Regions from separate parts of the Gossypium hirsutum genome. Here region 2 is linked to region 1. Evidence: chromatin contacts called from public Hi-C data. All regions are on one chromosome and are shown on one strand. Each heading gives the region's core, a stretch centred on a gene start, on an enhancer-like site or on the middle of the called end of the contact. The rest is flanking DNA. Distances are from core to core; before and after follow the strand shown.

Region 1 (5,403 bases), core at 930-3,429:
AATATTTTTGATCCAACTCGCAGCAATACATGCCTTCAGTGAATCAGGCTCAATCTGAAGTTTAGAGGTTGAGAGACCAAATGGCTCAAATGAAGCAAGCACAATTGAGCAAATTGCTCAACTTAAAGCGGAGGCAGCATCGAGAGAAGTAGAGGCTAAAAAAAAATATGATGAACTCTAGCTACAACTTAAAATGGAGGCAGCAGCGAGGGAAGCAGAGGCAACAGCAAGAGCAGCAGAGGCAACAAGAAAATATGACGAACTCCAGCTACAGCTTCAAAATATGATGAAGATGTTTCAGCAGAATCAATCGCAGAATCTGCCATCTTAGACTTTTGTTTTCTTTTGTGAGAATATCTTAACAATATAACTTTCAAATATATTTTGTTATTTCATTTATTAATTTAGATCATATACATATTTATTTTGTGATACTATCATTTAAATTTAAAATTTTTGGTTGGATTTGAAGTTACAGGAAAATATGTTGAAAATTTAGGTTTTATATGAAATAAAATGGGTTGGTAAATCTGTTAATGTTAGTGGCGTTTTCTCACAAACGCTGCTATAGAACATGTTCTTTAGCGGCGCTTTTACTATGAATGCCACTATAGAACATGATCTTTAGCGGCGTTTTTACTACAAACGTCGTTAAAGAACATGATCTTTTACGACGATTCTATCTACAAACGCCACAATATGCTCGACTCTCTTGTAGTGTTTGTAAGAAAAAGCACTGCTAAAGTTCTTTAGCGGTGTTTGTAATAAAATCGCCGCTAAAAATCATGTTCTATAGCGGTGTTTTCCAAAATAAATGCCGCAAAATTTAGCGGCACTATTTCTAATGGCATTTTCTGCGGCGCTTTGATAGGCGTTGCAAACTATTTTAGGGGTGCTTATAAGCACCACTATAGGGTCAAAAAAATGCTGCTAAAAACCTATTTTGCTGTGATTTTTTCTTTTATTTTCAACAAATTTCAATCAATTTTTCTTCATTTTATTCATCTTTTTCCTTTTGATTTTTTTTTTTTTGAGATTTTTTTCCTTTTTTTAACTTTTGGTATTGTTATCAAAGTGAAGAAATGAGTTGGAGTTCTATTCTTATCCAAATTAAAGGCATAATACATAGTGTGTGGTTCTTATTTTTCTTTTTTTTTTAAAAAAATTGAAAGTCAAATTAGAGTCTAGTTTTTTAATTTTTGGTATATATACATGTACTTTTTTATAGGGTTGTGATCTTGGGTATTTTTTAAGGCAAATGTTTACTTTTTGCCCTTCCGCTTTTAGTATGCATTTGACTTCCTAGAGGTGGGTGCTACAATTTGGGCATTTTCATTAGTGGAAAAGATAAAAGCTTTTTTCTCAAGTTCTTGGGGTTTGATTGTTGAAAACAAAAAAGTTTAAATTTTTTGTTGTAGAAATCTTATGTTGGATGTGGACTAGTGAGAGACATACAACAAAGATGAGAATCAAGTACTTAGAAATAACTTTGAATCAAAGTCATTCAATATTTTAACATTGATGCTAAAACATCTAATGTTGTTTTTGCTATCAACACTAATGTTGTTATGGTCAAAGATGCTAATAATGCGAAGGTATTCATAAAGTTTTGATCTTTTTTGGATTCCATGAGGTCAAATTGAATTTTTTTTATTGTTGCAGTTAGGCAATTTCATTATTTATATGGCAACATTTGTGTTTGGTTTTGTGGTCACATTTGGTGTGGTTCCTCTTATTGCTATAATTGGAGCAATACATACCATATTATTAGCTGAACTCTTCACAAAAACCTAACAAGCTTTATCACAATGAAGAAATATTGTTAAACAGGTTAAAAAAGACATTTTCTTTTTAAATTGCAAATAATGGTTCAAATTCTAGTTATTTTAACTTTTTGCTAGTAAATTAAAAGCATTACAAGCCTACTCATTAGCATTGAAAGTAGCACAAAAGATTGATTGTTTCGACTAGGGTTTGTTGGAGAAGAGAAATTAAGTGAAAACAAAGAAAAAGAAAGAAATAAAAATAAAAATAAAAACAAAAATAGAAAATAAATAATTTAATGTAAAAAAAGAACGAAAATAAAATTTTTAAACATGTGGCATATCAAACCCATTGTAAACAAGGAAATGACATTTATGTAATAACGGATAAGTTTAAAAAATTCAATATAGAAAAATAGCTTACCCACTATTAAATGAACCCTGACAGTAATGGAAATTGGGCACAAAATTACAAAAGTAGACAACAAGGCCACGCCTCAAACAAAACCCTAAAAACAAAACCACATAAATTAAAGCAGCCTCCTTTGCCTTCTTCTACACCACTTAGCCTCTCGCACTCAGTCCACTACCATCTGCCACCTCATCACCGGATTCTGACGTCATGTCCCCGAACTATCAGCTTCTCCTGACCTCCTCCGTTTCTCAAACATCCGTTTCCACCACGACTACCACCACCATTTCAACTATCATCACCATTTCCAGTCACTGAAATAGAAAATTAATCTCTCTATCCACTATTGGGTTCACGCATTTTCATCTTCAAAGTCCAAAGTATATAGACTGTTTCTGAAACCAAATTCAAGTTTTATCTAGACTATCGGTTAGAACCGGGTCTAATCTTTGGTTGTTGGTTTGGTTGAAAGATGGCTATTTTGAAGAGCTACGGCGTGCGTTTGAGAGAGTCTACGCCCCAGTTTCCGCGTCCCAATCTCTGCGATAACTACAAGAGGTTTTGACATTATATATAACATATTGTTTTCTTTTGTTTTTCGTTTTTTGTTTTTTGTTTTTTAATCGTAGTAGTCCTTAAATAATTTAATTAATTTATTAATCAACACTGTTTGTTGGCTGATTTTGGTATTAAGTGGGAACTCTTTATTGCTTCCGAGAACTAGATATATAACGATAATATATTTTCCCTTTAATCTGTTTAGTAATGGTTGAACATAATTGCTTTTTTTTTTTTGGTTTTTTTTTTAAATTTTAGCTTATGCTTACCGGGTATTAATCATTAACAAGGTTAATCTCAGCTGGAATTTATATCTGCATATTGCTATATTGGCTCATCATTTTATTTGTTTGCTTTGTACCAGGAGAAATGTAAAATGGAGATCCCCACAAGCTGCTGTAATTCCTAATTTCCATCTCCCAATGCGTAGTTTTGAGGTTAAAAACAGGTAATAACTTTATGCTAGCTTCTGAATCTGATTGACGTTTAAGTGAGTGAAATTTCTTGTTGGTTCACCTATAGTTGCTCGAGTTTAGTGATAAGCACTGCTTCTAGCTATGCTCCTCAATTGTCCCTAAAATCTCGATGTTGGTTATGTCCTTGTGTCTTGTTCCTTGGTTCTTGTGCTACCGTAATGAATTTATGTTGGATGTGCCACGACACTTTTTGTTATCCTACCTTTATCAAGTTGTGTACTTTTGTTACACTCTTAATGAGTGCTTGAAGGGAGCATAAGCGATTTATGCAAAGATAAACATAGTTGAACACTTTGGTTTTGGTCCATGCATAATTCCAATTAGAATTTCTTCTTACTTTTCATTTTTTTATGTTTGGAGTTGGTACGATTGTAATGCTTAATGCAGGGAGGATATCTTTGACGTATTAGTTCCATGATGATGGTGTTGCAATATGCATTTTCAATGTGTGATGAAAGTGGTAACGAGCCTTTCTTTTGAAATAGTTGCTACTGGTTGATGATTTCACCTGCTTTCTGCTTTGCAGGACATCAGCAGATGATATTAAATCTCTTCGATTGATAACAGCCATCAAAACCCCGTATCTACCCGATGGAAGGTTTGATCTCGAAGCATACGATGACTTGATGCACATGCAAATTGAAAACGGTGCAGAAGCTGTAATTGTTGGTGGCACAACCGGTGAGGGCCAGCTGATGAGCTGGGACGAACACATAATGCTTATTGGTCATACAGTCAACTGTTTTGGTGGATCAATTAAGGTAATCGGAAACACTGGCAGCAACTCAACCAGGGAAGCGATTCATGCCACTGAACAAGGTTTTGCTGTTGGAATGCATGCTGCTCTTCACATCAATCCATATTACGGCAAAACATCTCTGGATGGCCTGATTTCTCACTTCGATAGTGTGCTGCCAATGGGACCTACCATCATATACAATGTACCATCGCGAACTGGCCAAGACATTCCCCCACGTGTCATAAACAACGTAGCACAGAGTCCCAACTTGGCTGGTATTAAAGAATGTATTGGAAATGACCGAATTGAGCAGTACACAGGTAATGGAATTGTAGTATGGAGTGGGAACGATGATCAGTGTCATGATGCTAGGTGGAGCCACGGGGCTACCGGTGTGATTTCTGTTACAAGCAACCTCGTCCCGGGTTTGATGCGAGAACTCATGTTCGGAGGTAAAAACCCTTCACTTAATGCAAAGCTCTTACCTCTAATCGAGTGGCTCTTTCAAGAGCCTAACCCCGTTGGGCTTAACACGGCCCTTGCACAGCTTGGGGTTGTGAGGCCAGTTTTCAGGTTACCGTATGTACCACTTCCATTGGAAAAGAGGGTAGAATTTGTTAATCTGGTCAAGGAAATTGGGCGGGAGAATTTTGTAGGAAAAAATGATATTCAAGTTCTTGATGATGATGTCTTCATCTTGGTTGGGCGTTATTAGTAGTAGTCTTTTTTGTCAATGGTCAGAGAACTCTAGGATTGGATGTGTCTAATTTCGAGTATGCAAATTTACATTTTCGTTTACAAAATTAGAAATAAAATCTAGGTTTGCTTGCTTGTTTAATTGTTAATGTTGTGATGCCACTAAAAGCAAATTGTTCTCTTAAATCAACTTTTTTTTTGGGGGGCAATGTCCACTGCAAATATATGTTTTAAATTACTAATTGAATTGAAAAATATTAGGTTCTTCAAATTTAATTTATTAAATTTAAAAAATTATTACGCTTTCTAACAAATCCATATTTGATTAATATTTTTTATGATGCCCAAATCCGTTTATTACTTGTTTTAAGATCGAATCTAATCATCTAAATCCAAATATCCAAGTAAAGAAATTATTCAATTATATAATAAAAATTAAATTACATATTGCTGAATATCTTAATTACTGTCCTGGGACTGAAGAGTACCGGTTACAAACCATTTCTCTCTTTATCTCAAAAGTTCTACTTGTTAGTAGTTTATAGTCTTCAACCCTTAGAATGTCAGCAACTCAGGAGTTGAATCCTAAAATTTTCCATTGTCTTGACACACTGGAACTTCACTAGACTGCAAGTTAAACACAGTTGCTTAGGGAAGACTAGCCAGCGAGTGGATTAGCATGTATTGTCACACGATTGAGCCTTATCTCTGCAAGAGGTCGATCGCCTGCTCCTGTTTGAGTCTACATCAACAAAATGG
Region 2 (5,283 bases), core at 1,927-4,426, 36 kb before region 1:
ATCAAGGACAACAAGATTGGTTAGATTACCCTCCGGGTTAGAACTTGAACCTGTCGGGAAGTTTACCTGTGTCGAGGTACCGATCTGGTATTGGGGTCTGATGTTAATAGACACCCTTTGTGGATACGCGTTTGGTTGTGCTTGGGTGTTTGTTTGGGTAAAGCCTAGAGGATAAGCAGGACCCTCGTTATCGCCTCCGACATTGACCATGAGGCTCTTTCCTTTTTCTAACCCTCCAGCCAACAATTGGGTTAATTGGCTCATCATGTTTCTTTGGAATTCTAGCATATGATCCCTCATATCTTGTTGAATTTTGGCCAATTGCTCTTGCATCTGTATTTGCATTTGCTCTAATCTCTTCAACCTTTGGTCTATTGCTTCAGTTTTTCCTCGTGTATTGTAATGATGTTCCAGGATAACTGCCATGATTTTAGGGTTTTTTGTGAGTTTTATTGCGTATAATGCAATGCACTGCTAATGAATGAAATGAATGCAAAAAAGAGGTGTTGATTCTGATTCAATTCTTTTAGAACAACTTTTCTAGAAAATAAATTTCTTTACATAAAACGGATACATATACGGCCTTGCCCTCGTACTCCAGGCGAAGACATCAATTGTTTTCTTCATATCCGGATGTTAAGATCAAATCTCGCGAACTTTCCAATGGGTACCTCTACTAGCTCTTTTTTGCTTGATCTGGGTTGCGACCCATTGCTCATTCATTCCCATGAGGCTCGTTAGTTTCTTTAAAAAGAAGTTGGAATGTTGACTGCTTTTGAATAATCTTTGTCAACATGAAGCAAAGTCGTGTACTCCTCTATCAGACTATCACCTTCTCTCGTGTTTTCTCAGACTATATTCAGACGGCCATATTGTCTTCCACTTTATCAAGAAATTTATTTTCCATGACAAGCTCTCTATTTAGCAACTGAACGTGAATCAACACCTCTTTTCTATGATGAAAATGCAATGCAATCATAACCAAAACAAAAGAAATACGTCAGTACAAAAAACATAAATGAAAGATAGAGCATCTATTTGGTAACCACTATGGTTTGAAGTGGCTCTATCTAGGGTGGGCTCTTAAGGCTCGCTATATGCGGTTTGGTTCTAAATTAAAGGTACACGAACCGGTAGATTCCTCAATCTTCACCCATTATAGGTTCATATGGACCGAGTTCAGTTCAGGAGAATACATTTCCCTATGGCTACACGGAGATAAAAATCTCACGAAGACATAGGTACAGATGTATTCCGAAAGCGATCTACTATTCTATATGGAGGTGAAGACCTCACAAAGGAATAATTTCTCACTCCCACTTAAGAGGGGTAAAGTCGAGAGGGCATGCAATATGACGCGTGAAAGTATACTAAGAGACTCGAACCAAAAGCAAACATATCAAACGACATAAACCACGAAAATGAAATGAAATGAAAAGTCATAATTTTAAATTTGATTTCTAATTTTCAACAAAAGGACAGGAAATAATCAATTTACGGCTTGACTCTCTTAATTGTCCCCAGCGGAGTCGCAAAGCTGTCGAAACCATTTTTTTTTGAAAAACGGTCGACATTTTATTTTGAAAATGAAAACAGGAGTCACCACGAATCTTTTTTTTTATGAGGTGTGATCAAGTCACCTTATGATTGATCGTTTTAATAAAATGTCTTGATTTACTAAAACAACCATTTTGGTCTACGAAATTCGAGAAAACGGGTTCGGGAGTCAGTTACGTACGAGGAAGGATTAGCATCCTCGTAACGCCCAAAATTGGTACCTAATTGATTAATTAATGTCTTAACGTTGAAATTTGAAAACCCGAAAAAATTTAAGATAAGATCCTTCCCCTTTTTATTAATGTTGAAAAAATGGTTGAATAAACTGAAACGAGTATTAAAGGCTCTCTCATCTCGAGATTATAAGATGTCACATTTTGTAAGTTAGGACACGACATTTGAACTCTCGAAAATAAGCTTGCCTTTTAGTCGTTTTATTTTTAAAATTGTACTTTAATTTTTAAAAGGATATTCGATTGTTTAGATTCAACAAGAAAAATCAAAACCCCGTAAGTTAGGGCACGACCTTCTCGAGTTTCTGAATGTGAAATATTGCCTTTATTTTTATTTAAAGTTCATATATTTTAAAATTTAAAAGGATATTTGGTTATTTAGGTTCAACGAGAAAATTGAAACCCCGTAAGTTAGAGTACGACTTCTCGAAGTTCTAAATACGAAATATTACCTTTATTTTGAAAACTTTCTTTTTTAATGAATTTGGGTAAAAATTAATGCAATATTAAAACAATGTATGAATAAAAAAGGTTACGATGATGAATAACGACAATATGAATATGCTAATAAAAAAACGATTCTTGATAATCACATAATATGTATGCTACTTAAATGCTAATATGTACAATCTAATAAAAGAATAACTAACATATAATAATAATAATAATAATAATAATAATGAAATCTAAACTTTGTAATGCATTAAAATAATAAACAATTAAAATAAATAAGCACAAAGGCGAATGAAATAAACAAAATAAATAATAACAATAACAACAATAATGACAAAACAGTACACTAAAAAGAAGATACTAATAAATACAAATAAGATAAAGAAACAAATAAATAAGTACATAAATAAATATAAGGAAAATGGTTTGTAAAAATATTGAAAATAAATCATCAAAGAAGAATATAAATAAAATTAGAGTCACAATTTGTAATAAAACATGTGTAAGTAAATTATAATAGATAAAATAACAATAATGACAGTAATAATAAATAATATATATAAGTAAAAGGAAGATAAATAAATGGATTTTAATCATAAAAGGGTTAAAATAAATAAATAAATAAATAAATTAAACATTAAATTAAATATTTAATAAAACAATTTTTTAAAACACAAAAAAATAAAAGAAATTGAAGTTATAAAGGGTTGAGGATTAAATTGCAATCAGAATCAAATATGGGGTACAGATTATAAAATGCAAAAATTAATAAAACACAAATAAGGATCAAAATAAACGGGTGAAAAACAAAAAAGGACCGAATGGGAAATTATTCCCGAAGTTCTTATGCGCTTCGTTTCTTAAGGGACGAAAATAAAATAATTATGAAATCATCGGGCAAAATTAAAACAAAAAAACAAAATGGACCAAATTGCAACGCGCTGAAAGTACCAAGGGGCAAAAGGGAAAATATCCTTGGCCCTCCTATGCGCAGGGTTTTATTCCAGGACTAAAATGGCACAAAAATAAAATTATAGGGTAAATTTTAAAATAAAAAAATGGGACCAAATTGAAAGATCTAAAAAAACGGAAGGGCTAAAGCAATAAATAACCCAAAAGTTTGAAAACGCGCGGATCCTTGGATGGGTTGGGTCAACCGCAGGTATAAGTGATGAAACGACGTCGTTTTGGCCTATGCGCACTGGCAGCGTTTATAAAAGTGAATTTTTTTTTAAACTTTCATTTTGCTCCCTTTTTTTCAAAAAAAAAATTCAAAAAACCTCTTTTTCTCTCAACTCTCTCAAGCCCCCTTGCCCGGCTTGTGGGTTTCATCGGTGTCTGATGCGCCTCCACCTCCGTCGTGGCCTATGGCCTGAGTCGCACAAAACGGGGTGTTTCAGACCCCCTTTTTAAATGGATTTGAAGGCCAAACCTTCTCCGCCTAAGAAAAATCGAGAGAAAAAAACCCTTACCCCTTTTTGGTCCAGTGTCCGCGTTAAAATCAATAGAAAAATATGAAACGAAAATCACCTTTTTTCATTTCTTTTCTGTTTTCGGTTGTTATACTCATGTGTGTGTAAAAAAATACATAATGATTCTTGTAGCCTTTTATAACCGAATACATTTCGTTTGTTTTGCTCTTTTTTTTGCTACGATTTCTCTATGTCTATTGTGTTTGTCTTCTTCGCAGGTACAGAGGTACGGAGGCTGTACGTGGGAACATCGACGTGGAGGTGGAGGCGGCAGTATTAGGATTCCTCTCTTTTTTTCTGCTGCAAATTTTAAGGTTTTGAGCCCTTTTGGGGTTAGGGTTTAGTTGAGTTATTTGGGCTAGGGTCTTGGGTTTTGATTGGTTGTAAATGGGTTTGTAATTTCATAATTTGGACTGTGGACATTTGTTGTTTATTGGTTTTGCTTTAATTGGGATTTGATTTTATTATTATGTTTCTGTATTGGTTTTTTTATGTTGGTTTGGGCCTTGAGCAAATTGGGCTTTCTACAGTCCGCGTTCTTTGAAGTCGACTAGGTGTAGTAGCCACGTTATGTATACCAAATTTCAAGATTTATCGGGCATTAGAATGCCCCCGGTTAACCTCAAGATAGATTTTCAAGCGTATTGTTCTTTGATGACGTCGAGCGCGTTCAAAGGAAGTTATTTGAAATTAGTTTCCAACCACTTAATATCTATTCGACCACCTTAAAACTTGTTCAACACATTCCCCAAAAATGTCTTGCAAAGATTCTCTTTACCGAGAACAATCGTTGATCTCGTAACGACTGACTCATTCTCTGGTAAACCAATTTGTAAATATATGTCATTGAGTGTGATTGTACACTCGCCGCATGAAAGATGAAATGTGTATGTCTCGGGTCTCCATCATTCCACCAATGCGTTGATGAGTATATGATCCAATTTGTAGCCTCCGAGCATACAAGACACATGTAAGAACTTCGCATCTTATAGGTAACCATGAATTTCGGTGTCTAGGCTCTTTGACAAATTATGTATGAACCCCTCCAAAACATGATCATCCTCCTATTTATATCGAAAAAATAAAATATTTTAAAAATTAAAAGCTTCAAATTTAACTTAATTGAAAATAACGGAATTTAATTTTTTTTCTTACCATTATCGCTTGAGTGGCGGAAATGTGCTCGTCGTCAAAATGAATCAAAGAGCTTGTCATTCGTGAAAATTTAATCAAAATAAATATACGAAATAATTAAATAAAACTATAGTATTTTTGAATAAAGTGTATAGGAAAGTTTTGAACAAAAATTGAGAAATTTGAGAGAGTTGAGAGAATTGAGAGTTTAGAGAGAATAGAGAGAGTTGGATTTGAGTGAAAAGAATGAAAAATGGTTTTGTATTTATAGGAAAAAAATTTACCATTGGCTCTTTTAAAAAATTTTACCATTGCCAATGTTTAAAAAGTTGTTGGGAAAATAACCTTTGGAGGAAAGCGCACCGAGTTAGACGTACTTTCACACACTCCCTACAAAAATGACCTATTTTTTTAATTTAAAAAATGACATATTT

The links. Hi-C and Micro-C count contacts between places; a contact is called where the count stands out from the background.
Region 2: a contact with region 1 is called in a Hi-C map of fibers, with 1.6 times the contacts expected there. The contact joins the enhancer-like site here to the promoter of LOC121204469 in region 1. A contact is called at or near these places in 8 of 34 Hi-C or Micro-C datasets (callus, fibers, hypocotyl and 2 more).

What each region holds. Positions count from the first base shown.
Region 1 is chrA08:104,806,933-104,812,335 of Gossypium_hirsutum_v2.1, reverse strand. It overlaps LOC121204469 (4-hydroxy-tetrahydrodipicolinate synthase, chloroplastic), which reads left to right and starts at 2,179. Exons shown (of 3, transcript XM_041074299.1): 1 at 2,179-2,733; 2 at 3,098-3,181; 3 at 3,736-4,786. The coding sequence starts at 2,648. The coding sequence ends at 4,663. LOC121204468 (peptidyl-prolyl cis-trans isomerase CYP18-1) reads right to left here. Exons shown (of 5, transcript XM_041074298.1): 5 at 5,044-5,386. The coding sequence ends at 5,303. LOC121204470 (a long non-coding RNA gene) reads left to right here. Exons shown (of 5, transcript XR_005899391.1): 5 at 40-243.
Region 2 is chrA08:104,844,459-104,849,741 of Gossypium_hirsutum_v2.1, reverse strand. No RefSeq gene overlaps it. Among protein-coding and RNA genes, the nearest start is that of LOC121205054, 25 kb to the right of the region's middle. Within about 2 kb of position 3,176, at least 7 of the 9 cell types and tissues checked have an H3K27ac peak or open chromatin away from gene starts, as enhancers often do. A contact at or near this core is called in fibers, where this site is marked.